Regions from separate parts of the Oryctolagus cuniculus genome. Here all the other regions are linked to region 1. A link is a contact called in public Micro-C data. All regions are on one chromosome and are shown on one strand. Each heading gives the region's core, a stretch centred on a gene start, on an enhancer-like site or on the middle of the called end of the contact. The rest is flanking DNA. Distances are from core to core; before and after follow the strand shown.

Evidence for each region. Hi-C and Micro-C count contacts between places; a contact is called where the count stands out from the background.
Region 2: a Micro-C map of ear pinna shows a contact between it and region 1, with 2.7 times the contacts expected there. The contact joins the promoter of CDKL3 here to the enhancer-like site in region 1. A contact is called at or near these places in 2 of 6 Hi-C or Micro-C datasets (ear pinna and psoas muscle).
Region 3: a Micro-C map of ear pinna shows a contact between it and region 1, with 2.8 times the contacts expected there. The contact joins the promoter of JADE2 here to the enhancer-like site in region 1. A contact is called at or near these places in 2 of 6 Hi-C or Micro-C datasets (ear pinna and an unstated tissue).

Annotation. Positions count from the first base shown.
Region 1 is chr6:22,805,489-22,808,297 of mOryCun1.1, reverse strand. No RefSeq gene overlaps it. Among named protein-coding and RNA genes, the nearest start is that of SAR1B, 43 kb to the left of the region's middle. Within about 2 kb of position 1,392, at least 1 of the 8 cell types and tissues checked has an H3K27ac peak or open chromatin away from gene starts, as enhancers often do. A contact at or near this core is called in ear pinna, where this site is marked.
Region 2 is chr6:22,629,280-22,632,088 of mOryCun1.1, reverse strand. It overlaps CDKL3 (cyclin dependent kinase like 3), which reads left to right and starts at 1,381. Exons shown (of 14, transcript XM_070076107.1): 1 at 1,381-1,523.
Region 3 is chr6:22,671,146-22,673,954 of mOryCun1.1, reverse strand. JADE2 (jade family PHD finger 2) reads right to left here and starts at 1,411. Exons shown (of 14, transcript XM_051844221.2): 1 at 1,233-1,411. CDKN2AIPNL (CDKN2A interacting protein N-terminal like) reads left to right here and starts at 1,634. Exons shown (of 3, transcript XR_011389731.1): 1 at 1,634-2,276.

The DNA of each region.
Region 1 (2,809 bases), core at 143-2,642:
TGCCGGCACTGTAGGCGGTGCTTCACTTGCTATGCCACAGCATCAGCCCCTCCAAGGAAAATTTTGTCAACCACATGTTGTCACAGGGCCACAGAGCCCCAGAACCCCCTCCTCACCCCCAGCCCCTGACAACCACCATTGCTCTCTGTCTCCGGAATTTCTCCACCCTGAGTAGTTTGCCTTTAGTGATCGGCTTATTTCACAGCACAGTGATGTCAAGGTGTACCGCTATTACGGCATCCACTAGATGGCGTTCTTTTTCACTGCTGAGTAATATTCCGCTGTGTGAATACACACAGTCCCCACTCTTTCCACAAGCCACAGTTCTGCTTTCTGTGGCTTCAGTTACCCACAGTCCAGCACGATCCACGAATACCAAAAGGAAAATCCCAGAAGTAAGCAATTCCAAGGTAGACATTGCACGCCTCTGAGTGTCACTCACCTCACTTCACTTCATCTCACATCAGCCCAAGGAGAGTTTTGAAATCCACGCATTTTATCATACACATTTTCCACAAACTTCAAAAAAATTTCTTTTTAGATCTGGCCATACTGGCCTCATTCTAAAAAAAAATTTATTTTCACCATTATTTATTCCTGAGGTAGAAACACAGAGGGAGAGAGCTCCTACCCAGCGCTCACGCCCATAGCAGCGGGCTGAAGCCAGGGGCTGGAAGTGCAGTCCTGGTCTCCTACACGGGGGGCGGGGACCATCGCCCGGGGGCGGGGACTATCACAAGGGGGCGGGACCATCGCCCGGCCCTCACTGCTGGAGCCACCACCTGCTGCCTCCCCGGGTGCGGGCGAGCCGGAAGCCGGAGCCAGGACTCGGTCCCAGGCACCGACGCGGGACCCAAGCATCTCACCCAGCAGCCTCGGTGCCCTGCCGAAGGCCCAGCGCTGCCCTGGGCTTTCATTCGCTCCATCTGTCAATCCTCCCTCCTGCCGAGAGAAGGTGCCTCCCTCCAGCCAGCGGCCGGGGCCTCCGCCCTCGGGCCTGTCCGGGAGCCTTGGAGGGGACTCAGCTCCTGGAGCTGGGCTTGCTCCTCCCAGGCAATGCTCGCTCGCTCCAGCGGTGACCGGAGCGGCGGGCGGTCTCCAGCCGACCTCGCTCCGCAGGGAATTGGCTGAGTACCAGTGAGGCTGAACCTGGGGTCCGTGCTGCGTCCGCTGGCCGCGTGGGCCTGGACAGCGGCTGCAGAGGGACGGGGGCCTGCAGGAGCAGCTCACAGCGCTCACGCTGAAGCCCACTGGAGACTCGCTTCCTCTCTGGAACAGCCACAGCAGGCAGGGCCGGTCTCCACAGCCTCGCCACCCCAGCCAGGGCCGGGCACCCAGCAGGCCCCAGCAAACGCCTTGAGGTCCCAGCCGGCGTCGGACCCCCTCACCGCCTTCCTGCCCCGAAGGCCGACGGAGAAGACCCTAGTCCACCCGGAGTCCGGGTGGGGCGAGGGGGAGCCCCGGGCCTGTGGGCTCAGGAGAGCCGCGGCGGGCAGCAGGTGGCGCCGCAGACCTCGCCTTGCGGGAGTTCAGGGCGCGTCAGGTGGCGGGGCGCCGAGGAAGCCCGGCTCCTCCCGCGACTGCTGGCAGCACGTGCCAGCGAGTTCTGGGCACTCGGGGCTCCCTCTCAGGGGGGGCGTGTGGTCCCCACCCAGGGAGAAGCGGCAGGAGGGAAGTCTCTCTTGCTCACCGTTTTGGAGGTTCACTGCCTAGGAACGTGGGTTGGGCGCCTGGGGAGGCGGAAGGACCCCGCGGCGAGGCCAGGCCGAGGTCAGCCACGGCCCCCTGGAGCCTAATCATCTCCTCTCCTGCCAGGACGGCCTCCCGAGGGCACGCCCCCCACGCCAGGGCCGCCCACAAGCCCACCTGAACGCCATCAGCCAAGCACGTGTCCACCTGGAGGCAGGGGTCATGCCCCCACCCTGCACAGCGGGCGGGGGGGATGCTGGGCCGCCCTCCCCCGCGGCTCCTCCCATCCCTATTCTGCCTGTTAGAGACCTGGCCCGCACAGGGCACCTGAGCCGCCCAGCCCCTCGCTGGGGGCACTGCAGGCAGAGGGGCCTCGGGCTGCCCCTCAGCCTCCTGCCCTCCCCTGGGAAGGGGTGGGGGGCCCCGTGGCCGTCTGGCCTCCCTCCCAGGCAGCCGAGGGGGAAGGCTGAGGACTTGTGGGACTGTTACTGCCGCGTGATGTGGTTTGAGCTCCGGAAATGTGGCTGGGCCGAAGCAGAAGTGCCGTCAACCGGTACAAGACACTGTGGACTGGCAGGCCTGGCACGGGGCAGTGCCAGCAATGTCGGATTCTCGGTGGTTACATGGTTAAACGCTCATATATTCGACTTCAGGTGTTAAATGTGGCTTTAAAATTCATGTTACCTGTTTTTCCCCCCTTTTAAAAATTGGCTGGGAGCTGGTGCTAAGGCTCAGGGGGTTAAGGCATCCCATGTGACCACAGGTTCGAGTCCCAGCTGCTCCACTTCTGATCCAACTCCCTGCTAATGGCCTGGGAAATCCGCAGAAGATGGTCCAAGTGGGCCCCTGCATCCATATGGGAGACCTGGAAGAAGCTTCTGGCTCTTGGCTTTGCCTGGCCCAGCCCCAGCCATTGCAGCCATTTGGGGAGTGAAACATGGATGGAGGACCTTTCTCTTTCTCTGCCTTTCAAATTAAAAAAACAAAAACTGTGCTGTTAGTGCGCCCTATGTGGCTATTTCTGTTGAACAAGGTGGCCTCAGGCCTGAGCAGCCCTGGCCTTGGGCCTGCACTCACCAGCAGGGCCAGGTGTGTAGGGCAGGTGCAGGTCTCACAGCAG
Region 2 (2,809 bases), core at 132-2,631, 180 kb after region 1:
AAATGCCTGCACCAGCAGGGCTGTGCCGGGGCAGCCAGGAGCCCAGGACTCCATCTCCTCTCCCACTTTCCCGCGGGCATCATCGGCTGCCTCTCAGGACTCATGGCGGGAGCTGGGTGGAAAGCAGAGCAGCCGGGCTCCAATGGGTTCTCTGCTGTGGGATGGGGGTGTCCCGAGTGTGGCCCCGTCCAATGCACCTTAAGACTTGCCCTAAGAAGTCTTACAGCTGTCATTACTGACACCTTTGTAGCTAAGTGAGCTCACTGAGGGTGGGGATAATCTGCATTGTGGTTTGTCCCTTGCAAATAGTCAACCATTTGCTACACACGGTTACAGCACGTGTGAGCCCAATGTAAGATTGACTATGACATTCTTATTTATAAGGTATTTGATAGTATGGCTGAACGGTTTTCAAAAGGAAAGACAATTTTGTGTATCTGAGGTGGTAAAAGAGAACCATGGTTACGCCTTCGTCTCGAGCTCTCAACATAAACCCTAGTGACAGCGTAGAAATACTTGGAAACCTGTCCAGATACCAATTTCTTTATCCCATCCCAATTGAACTGAGATGGTGGGGAGCTTTTTAGTTATTTTAATGTGCATCTTGGAGTGGGTCCTACTGTATTAGAATTTACTGGATAATGCCCCTCCTCATAGCTGAGAAGCACAGCTCGTTTTGGCCTTTTGCATCCACTGCATTTTGCAGAAAAAGCCCCAAATAAAGATGGCACTCTGCGGGCACTGGGCTCTAGTGATCTTGTTATTCATTGGGGCTGTCACCCTGCAGAAGCAATTAATCACCGGCCTCACCCCCAACTCCCGTCCGGTTCCTTTATAATCACACCATATGTGGAAGCACGTTTTTCAGTTATTTGGTTTCCTAAAGCGGGCGTTTTAGGGTTTTGGCTGTAGTTTTTGAAAAGGATCAGTAGGTGTTGGAAGAACTCAGAAGGCATGTTAAGTGTTCAAAAACGGTTCTTGAGAGCCATTTTGTCCCCGTTTTGGGGATTAACGTGGACTGCAGGGGTCGAGCTCGGTCACTGAGCTTTTCCTGGAAGCTCCAATTTCCAAGCTGTGGAACGACGAAAGCCATCTTTCTAGGCTCCGAAACGAGCTGGTGTCGTACGACAAGGGTCCACCCGCGGCGCAGGGCGGACACCACTGCGCCCTGAGCACCTGCAGCCCTTCACGCTGCAGGCAAGATACCTTGCCCCTTAAAACCGACGAAAACGCGACGGCAACTTGCACGCCCGCGCCCCACCCCAAGGAAGCTTCGACTTAACGCCCACCCACAGCTCGTTTCCGCTTTTCGCTTTCCCTTCCGGGTCGGGACACCGCCGACGTTCCGGTCTTGCGCACTAGCGCCCGAGCGCCGTTCCCTCCCCCAACCCCAACGTTGCCATGGTAGCGAGCGGCTCCCGGCCTGCCCGGCTAGCGGGCTAAGTGGAGTCGGCGTCCCGTTGCCTGCCCGGGGCTGCGCGGAGCCACAGAATGGGCTGAGGCGGTGGCGGTTGCCCGGACAGGTCGACCGCGGGGCGAGGGGCGCGACGCCGGTCCGGGATTCTAAGACGTCGGGTTTGAGGAGCGGGCGGGAACCAGGCTGTGCTGGGACGCGGGCCCGAGACGCGCGTGTGGGCGACTGCGGGAGTGCGGAGCCCTCTCGACTGGAGCCAGGAAGTGTGGGACACCAGGCCCGCGGGATGGTGTGGCGAGGGGATGTCCGGTGGGTGGGAGTGACCGAGGCGTCCTCCGGCCGCCGCGGCGGCCTGGCCACGGGGCCCCTGTTCGGGAGTGCGGGTCTCCTGCGCGAATGCGTTCCGCAGAGTCGGGACGTTTAACATTTTCCGTTTTCTTTCTTTCTTCCTCTGAAGAAGTAGCCGCCAGGCTTGAGGATGGAGATGTATGAAACCCTTGGCAAAGTGGGAGAGGGAAGTTACGGAACGGTCATGAAATGTAAACATAAGAACACTGGGCAGATAGTGGCCATTAAGATATTCTATGAGAAACCAGAAAAGTCTGTCAACAAAATTGCATTGAGAGAGATAAAGTTTCTAAAGGTTTGCTTCTTTTGCCTTCGTTGCTCTGTGAGTCAAAAGAAAAATTGCTATGGAATAAAAATTGCGGGAAAGAACGTTTCTGTTAATTTGCAGTGAGACATTTAATAGAAAAACAGGTATCCCCTTACTGCCTACATTCTGTCGTTTGGTAGTGGAACAAAGTGTACGTGTCTGCGTACAATGTAACACAATTACGCCAACCTTGTGACTGTGTAAAGTGCAATACTGAATACAGGTATCTGCTTTGTGACCGGGCCGTGACTTCCAGGAGTTCGTGGTCCTCAGGACTTGTGTGGTTTAATCAGAAAGCCAGGAGGGTGTATGGGAATGAAGTGGAATTAAAAAGTCAGTGTCAGGTGGTTAACACAGGTCCTGTTGGGCTGGGAGGGTTCTTGAAAGAGGTGGGACGTGGTTTAGGCGTGAACGGTGGCGGGAGTTCTAGGTAGGAGGGAGAAACCTGCTATGCCAGCCTGCGGGACAGCGGCAGAGACGTTCGCAGGGTTAGAAACAGGGTTCTTAGGGAGTCAAAGCTAGATGGCGTAGGTGGGCGGTCGGGGAAGGTTTGGATTCCGTGTAATTGAATGCAGAGATACTACCCTGTGGAGTGGACAGAGCCCGGGGTGGGGGCGGTTCTTCCTGGCTCGGGGGTCCTGGTGCATGCCCTGGGAGTGTGGTTGGGGAACGAAGGGTCCTCCGTGTTGTGGAAGGCAGCGTGGGAGCCCGGGAGAGGCCAGAGAGCTGTGGGAGCCTCG
Region 3 (2,809 bases), core at 162-2,661, 130 kb after region 1:
GGACTTGGGCCACCCTCCACTGCCTCCCCGGGCCACAGCAGAGAGCTGGCCTGGAAGAGGAGCAGCCGGGACAGAACCAGCATCCCAACCAGGACTAGAACCTGGGGTGCCACGCCGCAGGCGGAGGATTAGCCTAGTGAGCCGCGGTGCCGGCTTACACTAATTCTTAATAAGATAATAATTCCTGAATTATCAATAGTTTCTTTTCATGATTGATTTATTTATTTGAAAGGCAGAGTTACAGAGAGAGAGAGAGAGATGGATCTTCCCTTTGCTGGTTCACTCCTCTAATGGCTGGAGCTGGGTCAGGCTGAAGCCAGGAGCCAGGAGCTTCATCGAGGTCTCCCACCTGGGTGGCAGGGGTCACTTGGGGCGTCATCCAGTCCCTTCCAGGGTTATCATCAGGGAGCTGGGGTCCAAGCAGAGCAGTGGGGACTGCAGCTCATGCTCCTATGAGACGCCGGTAGGGCAGGTGCAGCGTCAACTGCTGCCTGTCAGGACACCCACCAGAATCCACAGATTCAATCCAATCCCAGCACGTGTTTGTCTAGACACGGACAAGCTGATGCTAAAACCAGCATCAAAAAGCAGTAGCTACGACGGCCAACACAACCTCAAGGAAGAACCTGGAGGCGGGGCTCACAGGCTAACAGGCTTCCTGAGTCTCCTCCCAGCCCTACCTCCCAAGTGTGGTGGGGTGGTGTGCGTTTGCTTTCCATGTTTTCATATGGAAGGTGGAGGAGAAAACGGTGAGGAGGGGGAGAAAGACCTAGTTCCCATTACCAAGTACCCCACGCTGGTGCAGGTGCTGTGGTATACTAGGTAAAGCCACCACCTGCAGTGCTGGCATTCCCTTTGGGCACTGGTTCGAGACCTGGCTGCTCCACTTCTGATCCAGCTCTCTGCTATGGCCTGGGAAAGCAGTAGAAGATGGACCAGGTCCTTGGGCCCCTGCACCCGCGTGGGAGACCCGGAGGAAGCTTCTGGCTCCTGGCTTCCGGTTGGCCCAGCTCTGGCCGTTGTAGCGATGTGGGGAGTAAACCAGTGGATGGAAGACCTCTCTCTCTGCCTCTCTGTAACTCTGCCTTTCAAATAAATTAATTAATTAAAAAACAAAAACCAGAATACCCCACGCTAAGGAAACACAGGAAGCTTGCCGTGGAGCCCCGTCTCGGCCGTGCGCGCCTGAGGTGCGCCTTGAGTTCCCTCACGCAGGGAAATAAGCGTCTCACCGCTCCACGCCAGAAGGAGGAGGACCTGTTGGTGCACTTTGGGGTCCTTACAGCATGACGCATGTCCGAACGGGTTTCTGTGGGCACACAGCTGGGCCCCCACCCGCGTGGGGCGTGGAGACCCCTGGGAACCGACCAGAGCTACACGTCTAAGCCCCCAGAACGGAAGGCGTCCGCTTCACTCGGGATGGGGCGGTGCCTGGGGACGCCTTGCCTCCAGAGGACACGGCCTGGCTCCGGCTAGCATCGGTGTGCCGACTGTGCTGGGGGCGGTGGCGGGCTCAGGTTTCCCACCGGCTGCCCGCGGGGTTCACCGCAAACCGGGGACCCCGGCGGGGCGGACTCTCCGGTCGCGGGGTTTGGAAACCGCACGCGGCAGTCGCAACCCGCGCGGGCCGCCGGGCCCGGCGAGGGCGCTCCAGGCCGGGCCTCCGGAGCAGTCGCGCGCCGCCGGGGCCGCTCTAGCCGGCGGGCAGGAGCGCGGTGCACCTCGGGAAGGCGGCGGGCTGCTCCAGCCCTCGGCGTCGCGGGCGCCATGGTAGGTGGCGAGGCTTCCGCCGCGGTGGAGGAGCTGGTGTCCGGCGTGCGGCAGGCGGCCGACTTCGCGGAGCAGTTCCGCTCCTACTCCGAGAGCGAGAAGCAATGGAAAGCCCGCATGGAATTCATCCTGCGCCACCTGCCCGACTACCGCGACCCGCCCGACGGCGGCGGCCGCCTGGACCAGCTGCTGTCTCTGTCCATGGTGTGGGCCAACCACCTCTTCCTGGGCTGCAGGTGCGGATCCCTGCCCCCGGCCGCTCGCCCGCGCCGCAGCCGGGCCTGGCCTGACCACCCCCGGACACACTGTGACATCTCTGGGCCTCGGTTCCTCGCTTGGTAAACGGGTGGTTGTGGTGACTCCAGTAATTCAAGGTTGATGAGCTCAGTGGAAGGTGGGCTGGAAGGTTGAGCTGCTATTCCTGTTCCTGCTGTCATTAGCTAAACGACCCCCGTTGCAAAGTGCATTTGTAACCTGCTAGCTTCTTGGACTCTTGGGTTTTACAGGTGAGACGGCTTTGGGAGGGCCCTGCCGCTTCAGGCCTCGCCCGCGGACGGTGGTCCTTAGCTTTTACTCCGCACTCCCCAGCCTGCCGAATCCTCAGCTGGGGCCAGTGAGAACCTCACTGTCTTTCCGCCAAGATCCCCGCAGCCCACTGCGTCCTGAGGATGCCTGCGGAGCCTGCCGCTGAGTGCCTGATAAGGCGGCAAAGCGGGAGTTCCCCGAACCCTTTTACTGGACAGTTTCTAACAGCGTTCCTGGTTCTGTGGCTGTTACAGCTGTCTCACTGGTCACCTGGCCTATCCAGGCCGGAGCCACTTGGTTTTGCTTCCTAAGCTGGGTTTTGTTAGAATAATGTGGGGGAGCAAGCCAGGCACCCCCATCCCTTTTCTAGTTTTTGGGAGCCCCTGGGCCGTCGTGGTCCACGGGGTGCAAGGTCGGACACATGCTGTTTGCGTTAAAGCAGCATGGCACGTGTACTGCTAGACATGCGTGCCACTGCTGTGAATCTGCAAACGCCTGCTCCATCGTTGGCCTT